2 separate regions of the Danio rerio genome follow, and region 1 is linked to region 2. The links are chromatin contacts, called in public Hi-C maps. All regions are on one chromosome and are shown on one strand. Each heading gives the region's core, a stretch centred on a gene start, on an enhancer-like site or on the middle of the called end of the contact. The rest is flanking DNA. Distances are from core to core; before and after follow the strand shown.

What was found. Hi-C and Micro-C count contacts between places; a contact is called where the count stands out from the background.
Region 1: a Hi-C map of hematopoietic stem cells shows a contact between it and region 2, with 3 times the contacts expected there. The contact joins the promoter of chn2 here to the promoter of plekha8 in region 2. A contact is called at or near these places in 2 of 18 Hi-C or Micro-C datasets (hematopoietic stem cells and an unstated tissue) and 1 of 4 datasets of contacts at active chromatin or transcription factors (embryo).

The regions. Positions count from the first base shown.
Region 1 is chr16:21,838,488-21,844,286 of GRCz12tu, forward strand. It overlaps chn2 (chimerin 2), which reads right to left and starts at 2,255. Exons shown (of 13, transcript XM_694550.11): 1 at 1,793-2,255. The coding sequence starts at 1,841. The region is part of intron 1 of LOC141378087 (a long non-coding RNA gene); the gene reads left to right.
Region 2 is chr16:21,639,571-21,646,114 of GRCz12tu, forward strand. plekha8 (pleckstrin homology domain containing, family A (phosphoinositide binding specific) member 8) reads right to left here and starts at 3,227. Exons shown (of 13, transcript NM_001007374.1): 1 at 3,102-3,227; 2 at 2,629-2,745; 3 at 1,020-1,175; 4 at 131-261. The coding sequence starts at 3,141. It overlaps fkbp14 (FKBP prolyl isomerase 14), which reads left to right and starts at 4,026. Exons shown (of 4, transcript NM_001003471.1): 1 at 4,026-4,330; 2 at 5,893-6,044. The coding sequence starts at 4,134.

The DNA of each region.
Region 1 (5,799 bases), core at 1,005-3,504, 200 kb after region 2:
ACAAAACATTACAGTTTTTTTTTTAATTTGGTGCATTTTCAGAGAAACTGACTGTTGATGTTGATGCCAGTTGACAGTGGTGATATCAACAGTTGACGCTGATGACAAAGTTATCACAATGTTTTACATTATCACTGTTATGCCCACTTGGAATGTTTCACAATGTGTGTCTTCTCATTTAGCCTATAATTTACAAGGCAACTAAATTTTGGAGATAAAAAACACAAACTTTTGCAGTTTTAAATTCTTAGTCCTTTGAAAATGTAGTTATTTTTTGGCAAAATGATAAAGTCTATAGGCATGTGTGAGTACTCAACAACCAAAACAAGGACAGCTCAAGAAAACAAGCCAACTAATTTGCTTGTATTTACCTCTCTGTTGAAGAATTCAGATATCTTCTGTGTGCAGTTTTTCTTTAACATGCAAATCACTGGCCTGGCTTCAATAATACAGATACTTTTTGTCATTTTTGCAGATACGTTTGAATGGGGATTATTTAAAAAATATGTTTTTTATTGTTTTGTATCTATGCAAAACTTTTCCAAAGTTTTAGTACATTGCCATTGTGTAAAACATCCCAAACAATAGGATAAAAAGTAATATATATATATATATATATATATATATATATATATATATATATATATATATATATATATATATATATATATATATATATATTGTGAACAATTGTTTTTATTATTTCAGTTTTTGTTTAATATAGAAAGGATACAGCATATTACTATATCGTAATCCAATCCTGAATCCCCACCCATCACACAGACTTGTTCTATAATAACAGAAGTTTAAAGATTGCAGTAAAAAAATCTAAATAAATAAATAAATAAATAAATAAAATAAAAAAACAAGAATAATGGTAGACCAAATAGGTTAATGAGTCGAAGTTTTCATGAGATACAATAAGTAATATATTTTGAGTGAAAATTCCAAGGCCAAAAATGTAACAAAAAGTTGACATTTTATTTCAAACTGACTTCAATAAAATGCATTATGTCATTTCAAGCTACAGTATGTTTCCAAATATTAAAATAATCAGAGCTGACAGTTGTACAGTTCATTTAGATATTATCCTTGTATTCAAGGTCATGATGCTGACATTTCCTTAAATATCAAAAATATCTTTCTTTACAGCATGAATCCATGGTAAGAGGGCTGATTATTTATGTTTTTACTTAACAATAGTAATTTATTTATACTGAATATGTTAGGAAAAAGTAGATAACAAATTTGTCACATAAATAACATAACATTTGCTTATACAATATATTAGAGGAAAACAAAAACAAACCTTTATTTAACTAAACACATTTATGTGCATGCAGATATTTCACTGAAGAAAGTGTTATGTGAAACGATAGTAATTCAAATGTACATGTATATTTATAATTTTCATTGTCCACCACAATAGTAATTATCGTTGCCAAACTAAAGACTCGTAACTGTTTATTATGAATCACACATAGATAAAGATGAACCTTATAACTCGTGCACTGTGAGTGTGACATTACACAACCCTCTGCCAGCGTGCATTGGTGATATCAACGATCGCATGCTCTTGTATTGGATTAGGAAGTTAAAGGTGGGTCTAGTTCATCCTGAATGAAGGAAAGGTACAGTACGACACACCTCTTCACCATGTTCATTCCTGTCTGCTTTAATTACATCCAAAACCACAAACCTGAAACTACCGACAATCTAAAAATCAGATTTCGTCGCTTTTTCTGCAGACCCCCAAACACAATATAAACGTTAACATTTTGAATTCACTCACCCGAAGAGACAGAGGAGCCCGACAGACTGGAGTTACTTGACGCTGCCATCGCGTCTAATTCACTGAATCTCTCCGCTTACTTGCGTATGTTAGGGCTTGACAGCTCTTCCATCCCAGTCCCTGCTCTCCTGACCGGTCTTCAGCTTTCCAGAGTTCCTCCAAAAGAGCCGATAATGCCCAGCTGTGAGTGTCGGAGCAGAGGGGAGTCGCCAACGCTGCCGCATTTACAGGCGCGTATGTGGCAGCAGAAGAACCATATGGTGAAACTAGTTGATACGAGCCGAAATATACGCACAGAAAATATGACAACTCGTCTACTCCTCGCTGTTGTGAAATGCAGAATACAAAAAAACTTCCTCGTCGCTCCGCGTGCTGTCCGTGACTGTAGGTTTCGCCATATTTAGAGTCTGTGATTGCACTGTATCGCTTCCATGTGCCACTTCAAGGCTCGTAATAAACACACAGTGTGTGCACAGGCGAATCCGCCTCTTAAAGTGAAACAAACGCGCGTCACCGGAGCGCGCACATTCCTCCTGTCTACCTGACCATACTGTAAACCGCAGATGCATGATTGTCTGCTGTGGGCTGTGTCCATATAAGAAAGTTGAATTCCGTTAGTGTTGTTCAGAAATGTTACATGTTCATCAATTTGCTTGTTTGTCACAAGTGTTTTGTTACATGTTACATAGTTAAAGAACAAATCACTGGCACAAAAAATAGCAGTACCCTTGCTGTACAGTTGCTTTAAAATATGCATTATAAACCACTAAAATGAATGGTAACGTAGCATGAAAAATAAATTAATGTTTCACAACATTTATAATAAATGTGAATAAGAACTGATAAAATATAAAAGCATTAATAGCAGTTTTTACAGCTTTTATGACACTTTTATTGACGTTGATAGACAAGTGCAACATACTTTCAATTGGGTGTGGTGGTAAAATATTCAGTTAGAAAGAATTGATGATGTTACTTTATAACCGCCTCGGGTGTGTGTTCACTCTCTCATGTCCTTCGGCTTATAGTCTCTCATTTATTAGGGTTCGCCACAGTAGAATGAACCACCAGTTACTTTGGCATATGTTTTATGCAGCAGATGCATTTCCAGCCACAACACAGCACTGGGAAACACCCAACCATCACAGTACTGTAAAAATATTAATTATTGTTATACAGTGTCATAAAAAAAGTCTCTATATTGATGTGTATATCGTATTTCCGGCTGGCTGCGTATCCGATTTATAGGCTATAGACATGCGGTATAGGTGAATTGAATAAATATTATATAAATAGCAGAGTAGTTTTAACCAGGCAGTTTTATGGCATGTTTACTCTGTTGCAACAAAGAATGTTATTCGATGATCAAACAGAACCATACCTGAAAGTGTAAACTTTTAAATAATCTTCCCTTTGCACTTTGCAATCTGTGCACATGCACAAACATCCATGGTTTAGCATAACACCTTTTAATTTTGGCAAGTGGTTAATAAAAAGTTAATTTGCTAAGATTTATAACATCTGGGACAACAGCAGCAGACAGTGGTATAGAAATATAAGAGTGGTAAGGTCACTGGTGTATTTTTTGTTGAAAAAAATTGTAACTTTAAACGTGGCTCAGTCAATCAGAATCAATGGCCATTATAAAGTTAGCCTTTTTATGACATAATGTATTGAAAGACTTGTAATATTGTCACACTCTCTTAAAAATAATATTGTTCTTATATAAATATGATACAAAGTTACAAAAAAAGGAATTGTGAAGATTGAAAAGGAAGGTTTTTATTATTAGGTGCAAAAAAAAATACAAAACTGCAAAGCCCTGTGTGAAAAAGTGTTTGCCCCATAAACCTAATATCTGGTTGGGCCAGCTATAGAAGCAATAACTGCAATCAATTTTTTTTTTCTCAATTATTTGCAAGGAGTCTGTTACAGTACTGTGAAGGAATTTTGTCCCACTCATCTTCGTAGATATGTTGTAATTCATCCACATTGGTGGTTTCAAGCATTAAGGAGGCTCTCTCAGTGGTAAAGACAAATTCTTATCCAAAGTTTTATTCTTTGCAAAGAAGGTCATACAAACATACATCAATGACAGTTTCTGCAGAGTGAGACACAGAAACAGAGTGCATTCTCTTTTTATCTAGTTTGCAATACCCACAAGGTCATCAGTGACATACAGGATGAATCACAGTTACACAGTCTTACCTCCCCATCGAACATGTAGCTTGTTAAATCACCAGGTACTGAACCAGATCTTGTCTGGTGATAAACAGATGTTAAAGTGGTCACACTTGGTCTAATTTAAACAGTACATCCATGGAAGAATAAAAGAACAGACCTTTATACTGTAAATATAAATATACTATAATATAAATGAGTAAACGAATAAGATAAATAAAATGAATTTCCACCAGACATCTCAATTGGATTCCAGCCAGGACTTTGACTAGGCCACTCCAAAGTCTTCATTTTGTTTTTCTTCAGCCATTTCAGAAGAGGACCTGCTGATGTGCTTTGGATCATTGTCCTGCTGCAGAAAAAGTTTGCTTCAACTTTAGGTCACTCATATAGATATATACATAGCTGTCACATGACTATTGTTGTCTTTTGGAGAGATTGCATCACACCTTTTGCACATATATCTTGAGAATCATTAAGATGTTATCTGGCAAAACCAAGATAAGCCTTTATTTTTTTTATTTTTTTTTTATTTTTTATTTTTTGCACAGCATTTATTTACATCCTACTCTGCCAGGCAAATCATTTTTATCCAGTCTTTATCTTATGGTGGAGTCATGAACACTCACTTTTAATGTGGCAAGTGAGGCCTGCAATTCTTTGAATATTGTTGTTTTGTCATTTCTTGGATGAGTTGCTGCACTCTTGGCAGGCCCAGATTAAGAATTCAGAGGCCCCTTGTAGGCCCCCTTCCTGGCCGCTATAGTTGCTTTAAAAACTAAGTTTAATATAATATATATATATTTTTAAATAAAATTAATCTATAATGTATTGCCCGCATTTAGAAAAAGTGATATACATATATTTGTAGTCTACAAAGATTTTACTTATTTTAAGGCATTTAAAGCATACTTTGAAAAAAATACTAATACCAGTGAAAATTGATGGATTTAAGTTCATAGAAAGTAGCAGTAAAAATTTATATTTAAGGGTATTTTTAATATATAACTTCTATAATGCATACGGTTTGGATAACAGCTCTCCAATCTAGTTTTATGAGTCCTCCATAATACACACACTTAATAATGATTCCTACTTGTCTTCCTCATGATGGAGAGTAGGTAAAATCTGACATGTAGTGGGGAAATTTTGAATTTCTTTGCATCTAGGCATGATGTCTAGCTTTTGAGGATCTTTTGGTCTAATACACTTTGCCAGGCAAGTCATATTTAATAGATTATCTTTTCTTTTTTTGATCGCGAACAAGTGTGGCAGTAATCAGGCCTATGTGTGGCTATAGAGAAATTGAACTGAGGTGTGATAAACCGGAGTCTAGTTATGTTTTAACAAGGGGGCAAATTACTTTTTCACACAGAGCCCTTAATAATAAAAACCATTATTTGAAGACTGCATGATGTGTTTAGTTGTGTTATCTGTGACATGCTATACAGTGGTATTTTTTTCATAGATATCAGGTCAGAGGATGTTTGTATTTGCACAATAGTTGTCACATGTATTTATGAGTTCCTAATTTTTTTCTTTAGTTTTATTGTTGGCCATACACAATTTGGCAATACACAAATTGGTTGTTTTTTATAGAGAGATTTTGCTCAAAAGTCCAAAATAGAATATTTGATGCCAGATTTAAGCAGTTTCAGTGGTTTTGAATATTCAGGACTTTAACATTTATGAGTTTTTTTTTTTTCTTTTTTTAAGTAACCTAGTGAAACTTTCACATGTGATGATCATTAGGTAGAGCAAATGTACAACATTTTCAGGTACACTCTAAATTGTGCCTCTAGGGGTCCCTATTTTAGACTAAAGTT
Region 2 (6,544 bases), core at 1,977-4,476:
AAAACAGACACTTATAAATATTTCTCCTGTCTGACAAGCTTGTAAATTTATCGAATTGGAATAAATGTCTCTTTCCCCAGCCACTTTAAAGCTGTACGTATAGCAAAGGACGATCAAAACACTTTCGTACCTCGCCAGAACCAGCTGACGTCTCTGCTAGAGGGCTTTCTTGTATTTTGTTCACTTGCTGAAGAAGAAGATCACAGTAAAGCCTCAGCTCTGACATTTTTGTTTTCAGAGCCTCCGAGTTTTCCTGGAGCTCTGAGAAGATAAAAGAGAACACAGTTGACACTCCTTTTTTCTTTGTAGAGCTGATGCGTCAGAAGAACTGCAAAATGAGGAATCGTCATAACCTGGATGCATTACATAATCTTAGTGGATTCCCAGTGAATGAGCCACAATTGTGTTTCCTGCAATGAAATGCTGCAAAAACAGGAAGCTGGGGCCAGGCCAAGTATATTTTTGGCACATTTTTGTGGAAGAGTAAATATTCAATGGGTATAACGTTTAACAAAACATACTACCATTAAAAAGTTTGGCCTCAGTAAGATTTCCTTTTTAAAGATATCAATATTTTATTCAGCAAAAATCTGTTAAACTGATAAAAAGTGTGAGCACTTTTGTAAAAACAATATATTTTTTTATCACACAAAAATGCTTTTTATTTTATTGAATGAATCCTGAAACAACAAACATATAATAATTATAATAAAATTAATAATAACAACAACAACAACAACAACAATAATAATAAAATTTAAATTAATAATAATAAAAAAATAATAACAATAATAAAAATGTTTCATGAACATCAATTCTGTTAAGATATTATGATTTAGTATACTGTGACACTGTATACTTCAGTAATATAAAACTTTCATTTTATTAAAGAGTACTGAAATCATGTTTCCACTTTTTTGATCAAATAAAGCCCTGGTGGGCATATATTACATTATCCCATTTCGACAGATGATCTGCAGAGAATATCCTGTCTATGACAGCAGAAATACAACACTCACCCTTCTCTCTCTTGGTTCGGTTGTCTGTGAGACAGGCTTTCGCAGTCCCTAATGCCACAAGCCATTTCTGCCTTTCTGCTGCATTAATTGCCCTGAGATAAAAGTATTGTTCTCCTGGAATGATCAGATCAACCCTCGTGAAATCTGATGGGTGAACTGCAGTGGATAGAAGGAGTACATAGACCACCAATAAGCAAAGTGGGGCTTAATGCAGTACTGTAGTGTTTTTGTAACTTACAAAATACATTTCCTCACATTCTCAATCATTTATTTTACTACATAAATACTATGGTCAACAGTGAAGAAACAAGAATAACCTTGTTTTATTATTTAAAGCAATAATTGTGGCTAGTGCCTTAGTCTCCAGTGAAGTATCATGTTTAATAGTGCTACATTTTGGACATAAAGCCAGTGAAAAATACTTTTTTAGTTTTATTTTTTTTTTTTTTTTAAGAGAAGAACTAACGTTCAATTTATCTTCATAAGGCTAAGTACATTATCAAGCATTTATTTTATTTATCCTAAATAAAATCTCAATACCAGTTATTGTTTTGCATAATTTGATGAAATTACTGGTTATAAATGAAGTACAATAAAATTAATAAATGGTTACTTTATTTTTATTAAATAATTCCAACACATTTTCCAATGTTATTAATGTTTTTGATGTTTCCACTTATATCATGAAAAGGTTTCAAAGTATTATTTTTACACAGTAAATATTAAAATAGGTTGTTTTTACTTTTAAATTATACGATAATTTTTACTTTCAATAATGTATTATAAAATACAACGTAATATCATAGACTGAGTCTACAAAAAGTAAAATTATAAAATCAAAACAGAATCAATAAAACTATAAGAATAAGTTCTAAAAGCAAGACTTAAAATTTGTGCTGATAATTAAACGATTAATTGTGATTTAATGTTTTTATGTTATTTGCTTTTATTTATACTTATCTCTGTTATTCCTGTTTATGTAAAGCACTCTGAATTGCCACTGTGTATGAAAGCTTCCAAAATAAGTTCATATTTACAAAATATATTACACACACACACAATATATATATATATATATATATATATATATATATATATATATATATATATATATATATATATATATATATATATTTGAAGTCAGAATTATTAGACCCCTTTAGAGTTTTTTTATATATATATAAATTTATATATATATATATATATATATATATATATATATATATATATATATATATATATATATATATATATATATATATATATATATATATAAACTATTATGTTTAGAAATGTGATGAAAAAAAAATCTTCTCATCTTTAAACAGAAACTGGGGTAAAAATAAACAGGGGGACTAACACGAATTATATAAAAATAGAAAAAAATATATTTAAATGTTAATGACATTATAATGTTTATTCAGAATTTTATCTTTGATGCAATTGATGGTTTAACTGCACTACATGCTCATTTGTAGGTCATATTAAAATCTTTTATTTGTATGACTTAAAAAGATGAAGAAACAACCACTTGTTAGCACTCAGAAGCATATATTCATGAGCTCTTCTGCAAAACACAAAGAATAGCTGGTTGGCTCTGCCTTCTTACCTTGTATTTCACACACAGATATTTTAATGCTCCCTTTGCATCCTTTCCAAGCATCTTCTTGAGAGTCATAATAGGAAAGAGTCCCTCCCTCAAGAACGAACCAACGTGGCTGCCAACCTTTCAAAGGAGCAATGACGTTTAACACAGCAAATGACACAATAACAACGCACCTGATGACATTTTAGATCCATGAACATTATATGGCTCGACTTGTTTTTCCAGTCAAGCTTTTTAACTGCCATTGTCTGCAGAATGCAGTACGTACGTTGATGATATGGACAAAAGCAACCCTTTCAGCAAATTATTTTAGCAGATTATTGATGTCTTCGTGTCAATGCTTTTAAAAAGTAACGACACAGAGAGTTAAAGAGGATGATAGCTTAACTTCATATATGGAGCTAGCAAACAGGCTAACTGCTTTACAGACTTCCCTCGTTTACGTGATATACTTTTAACTATAACAATATACATACCACTAATATAGTTGGTCCATTTATAGAGAACTCCCTCCATGGTTGACCCCCTCTTGACAATTCATTACTTTGTCGTGGCAAGACCGAACTCAACACAGCCGCTTTGAGAAACTCGAGATAATTCTTACCTACGACAGTCGAATGTAAAAGACGCTGCACGACTGGAGCGAACCGAGGTTACGCAACAGACTGGCGTAGATGGTTTGAGAATACCAATCCATGTGATCGTAGAAGGATCGGCCCACGCCTGTGACATCTGTGGGATTTTCTCTTAGCGCTCTTCTTATTGGATACGAAGTGAACCCATGGGCGTAGCTCCACTGAGATTACGTGTACATCGTCCAATGAATATCGATTATTAGCAGATAAGGAGTGGCTTAAAAGAAAGCAGACCAATAAGAAAACAACGTTTTGGTTTTGGGGTGTAATTTTTTTTGCATTGGAATTTGGGAGTGTGATTTGATGCTCGCTTCATTACGTGAGTCGGTTCTTTTGAACAGAATGTCTCAAAAAAGCGTTTTACTTCAACGTGGCACACGTGCTTTTTATTATTTTTCAGTTTTTTAATAATCAAAGCGACTTATTGTGCGAGTATTTATTAAAGTCACAAGTTCAAGTATTAAAAACTAACTTAAATATATAATTTGTATTTTACGAACAATAAAATTACACTTATTGCAAATAATTAGCTTTTAATAATAGTAATTTGCGTTTATTTACGTTTTAATAAGTTTCAGGTAGGTTTATAAATAATACATCCGGTCATAAACCGTTCTAGATGTAAACGCTGAACAGCCTTGATTGCACTGCTCGGTCCAAGAGTTCAGATTCATTGAGTCGACTCAGAAGATCGACTCGCTTACGAGTCAGACATCACTACTTTGGGAAAGATTTAAGACCCCCTGAAGAAATTTCGCTTGCCACGTAGCTGTGGCAGGGCAACTTGTAGTTTGGGAAGTTTTTCAGAACTTTTTTTGTACATGAAACATTAGTCGAGTAGTTAGAAAGTGTCAAACTGTTCTTCATATTAAGATGATTCCAGAGTTGTGGACATGCATCTTTTCTGCATTTTTCTTTTACGTGCATGGAGCAAAACTTCCGGAGCCTGAGGTGAAAATAGAAGTTTTATACAAACCTTTCCTTTGTCATCGTAAATCCAAATACGGGGATATTCTTCTGGTTCACTACGATGGCTTTCTGGAGAGTAACGGCACAATGTTTCATTCCAGGTGAAATCTTAAAAAAACATTTTGCATGTCTTGTAAGCAACTTCTCACTGATAAAATGTAATAGCCATCATCTTCGAAATTTCAAATTAGTTACACATGAACAACAAAAAGAAAATAACTGTCTGTATTTACTTTATGTAAGCTTTAACATTATTGAAATGAATAGGAAATATCTCAATTATTTTGAATTAATAAATCATGATTTCACAAAAACAGTCCAGATTAATGAAACACACACATAGCTTCATTATAAAAAGCTTTAAATAATAAAAAATAAACAAAAAATAATGAATTATTTAATTTATTAACATTCGCTTATAGATGAAGTAGACATGCATATAAATTCAGTCTCGGACACTAATATAATTTCATAGATAGGTTTACAAGAAGAATGCTGATAACTAATAGGCCTGCATGATATTGGAAACATTTAACATTGTGATATTTTGTTATTCTGCAATATTTGAATTCAATTTCACCAGATGTCTTGAATATCTATTTGTAAAGAATGTATAATTCTAGATTGATTGGGATGGTTCTGTAGGGCAGTGCATCTGCATAAAATCTAATTAACAATCTACAGGCATAGGTAAATATAAAAAGATACAAATGAATATAAACTTTTACTGTTTAATTGCTTTATAATGAGCCTAACTGTATTCCGGTATATGGTAACCAAATGATCAAATGTAAAGTAATCCTGCATAATCTTCATTATAGAAACAATTAGTTAGAAATTATACAATCTGTTATGCCTAAATGTTTTTAACCCTCATACAGTCAAAAACACATTTAAATGATAAATTATAATCTTGACTCAACATTGCATGTTCTGCTGTGGGACTATTGTAAATGATCACAATTTGATATTGATGCTGAAATGTTATATTGTGCAACTCTACTAATAGTGTTCCATACAGGTCCAAAGTCTGAATGTAAGACAAGAAAAGTAATGCTACTTAATGGCATAAAAAGTAATATTATGTAATTATTGTAACTAAAAGTAATATTATGTAACTATTATGTGAAATATAAGTAAAATAATGATGTGTATTTTGAGGATCTTAAAGCATTCAAGATTCATTCTATTACTTAAAAAATTGATGCAAGAACACAAAATGTTTATCATTTTTTGTCATCTCTTAAATAACTTAAAAATCTTATTCAGATAATATAAAGCTTCTTCTTTTTGCATCTCTTCTAAGCCAAAATAATCTCAAAATACTTTAAAAAAAAAAAAGAATGCCTAAATTAATTGTCAAAAAGCATTTATTACTTTTCCAGTAAATACACAATTCCATTTAACTGCTATGTTTTCGTTTTTTTTTTTTTTTTTTTTTATACATGTGCATAGTTTCTAGCCAGTATCTATGACCACCGGCCAAAACCCAAAAACCAGTTTGACCACCTTTAGCCATTGTGTTGCTTATCCAAATTAGTCTATTTTGGATCAGATAATGACCAGAGAGAAACCATCCATCATATTCCAAAGTGCAGCTGCCAGCTCAAACAAGTCAAATATGCAAGCCTCTAACCTTCAGTTCACATCTTACTGTTGGCAGCCGCCATCAAGGAGACAAAAACCCTGTCTGGTTCACGTTGGGGATCCGAGAGGTGATCAAGGGCTGGGATAAGGGTCTTCAAAACATGTGTGCAGGAGAGAAGAGGAAACTGACCATCCCTCCAGCTCTTGCATATGGAAAAGAGGGCAAAGGTGTGGTATCAAAATTCATGTTATAGTTCACCCAAAAATGACCATTCTGTCTTCATGTGCATTACCTGCCAAAGATGTTGTCAACTATTCAAGTTTTAGCAATAACAAATAATAACTTGACTTCTATTATTGATAGTTTGGTATAAGAAACAAGCTAATATTAAAGGCCTCTAGATTACGTTTATTTTACCAAAATAAAATAAGTTCATGCTTTGTGTTCTGTCTTTTCATCTAGCAGCAATAATGACGACTGGAAAACTTTGTTTAGACGAAAAATGAACTGTTTACTAAAGTTTTTTGTATACTGAAGCAGGAGCGAAACTCCGAACACACACTCACTCTCTCACACTGAGTCAGTTGCAATGGTTACAGGAGCGCTTTCAGTAGCGCTAAGCATCATAGGAAAACTGTTCTTAAAGCAAAACAGCATATATAAATGCCAAGGTAAATTCACTTTATGACAATTAAACGATAAATGGAGCATTAATTAATCCCTCTTG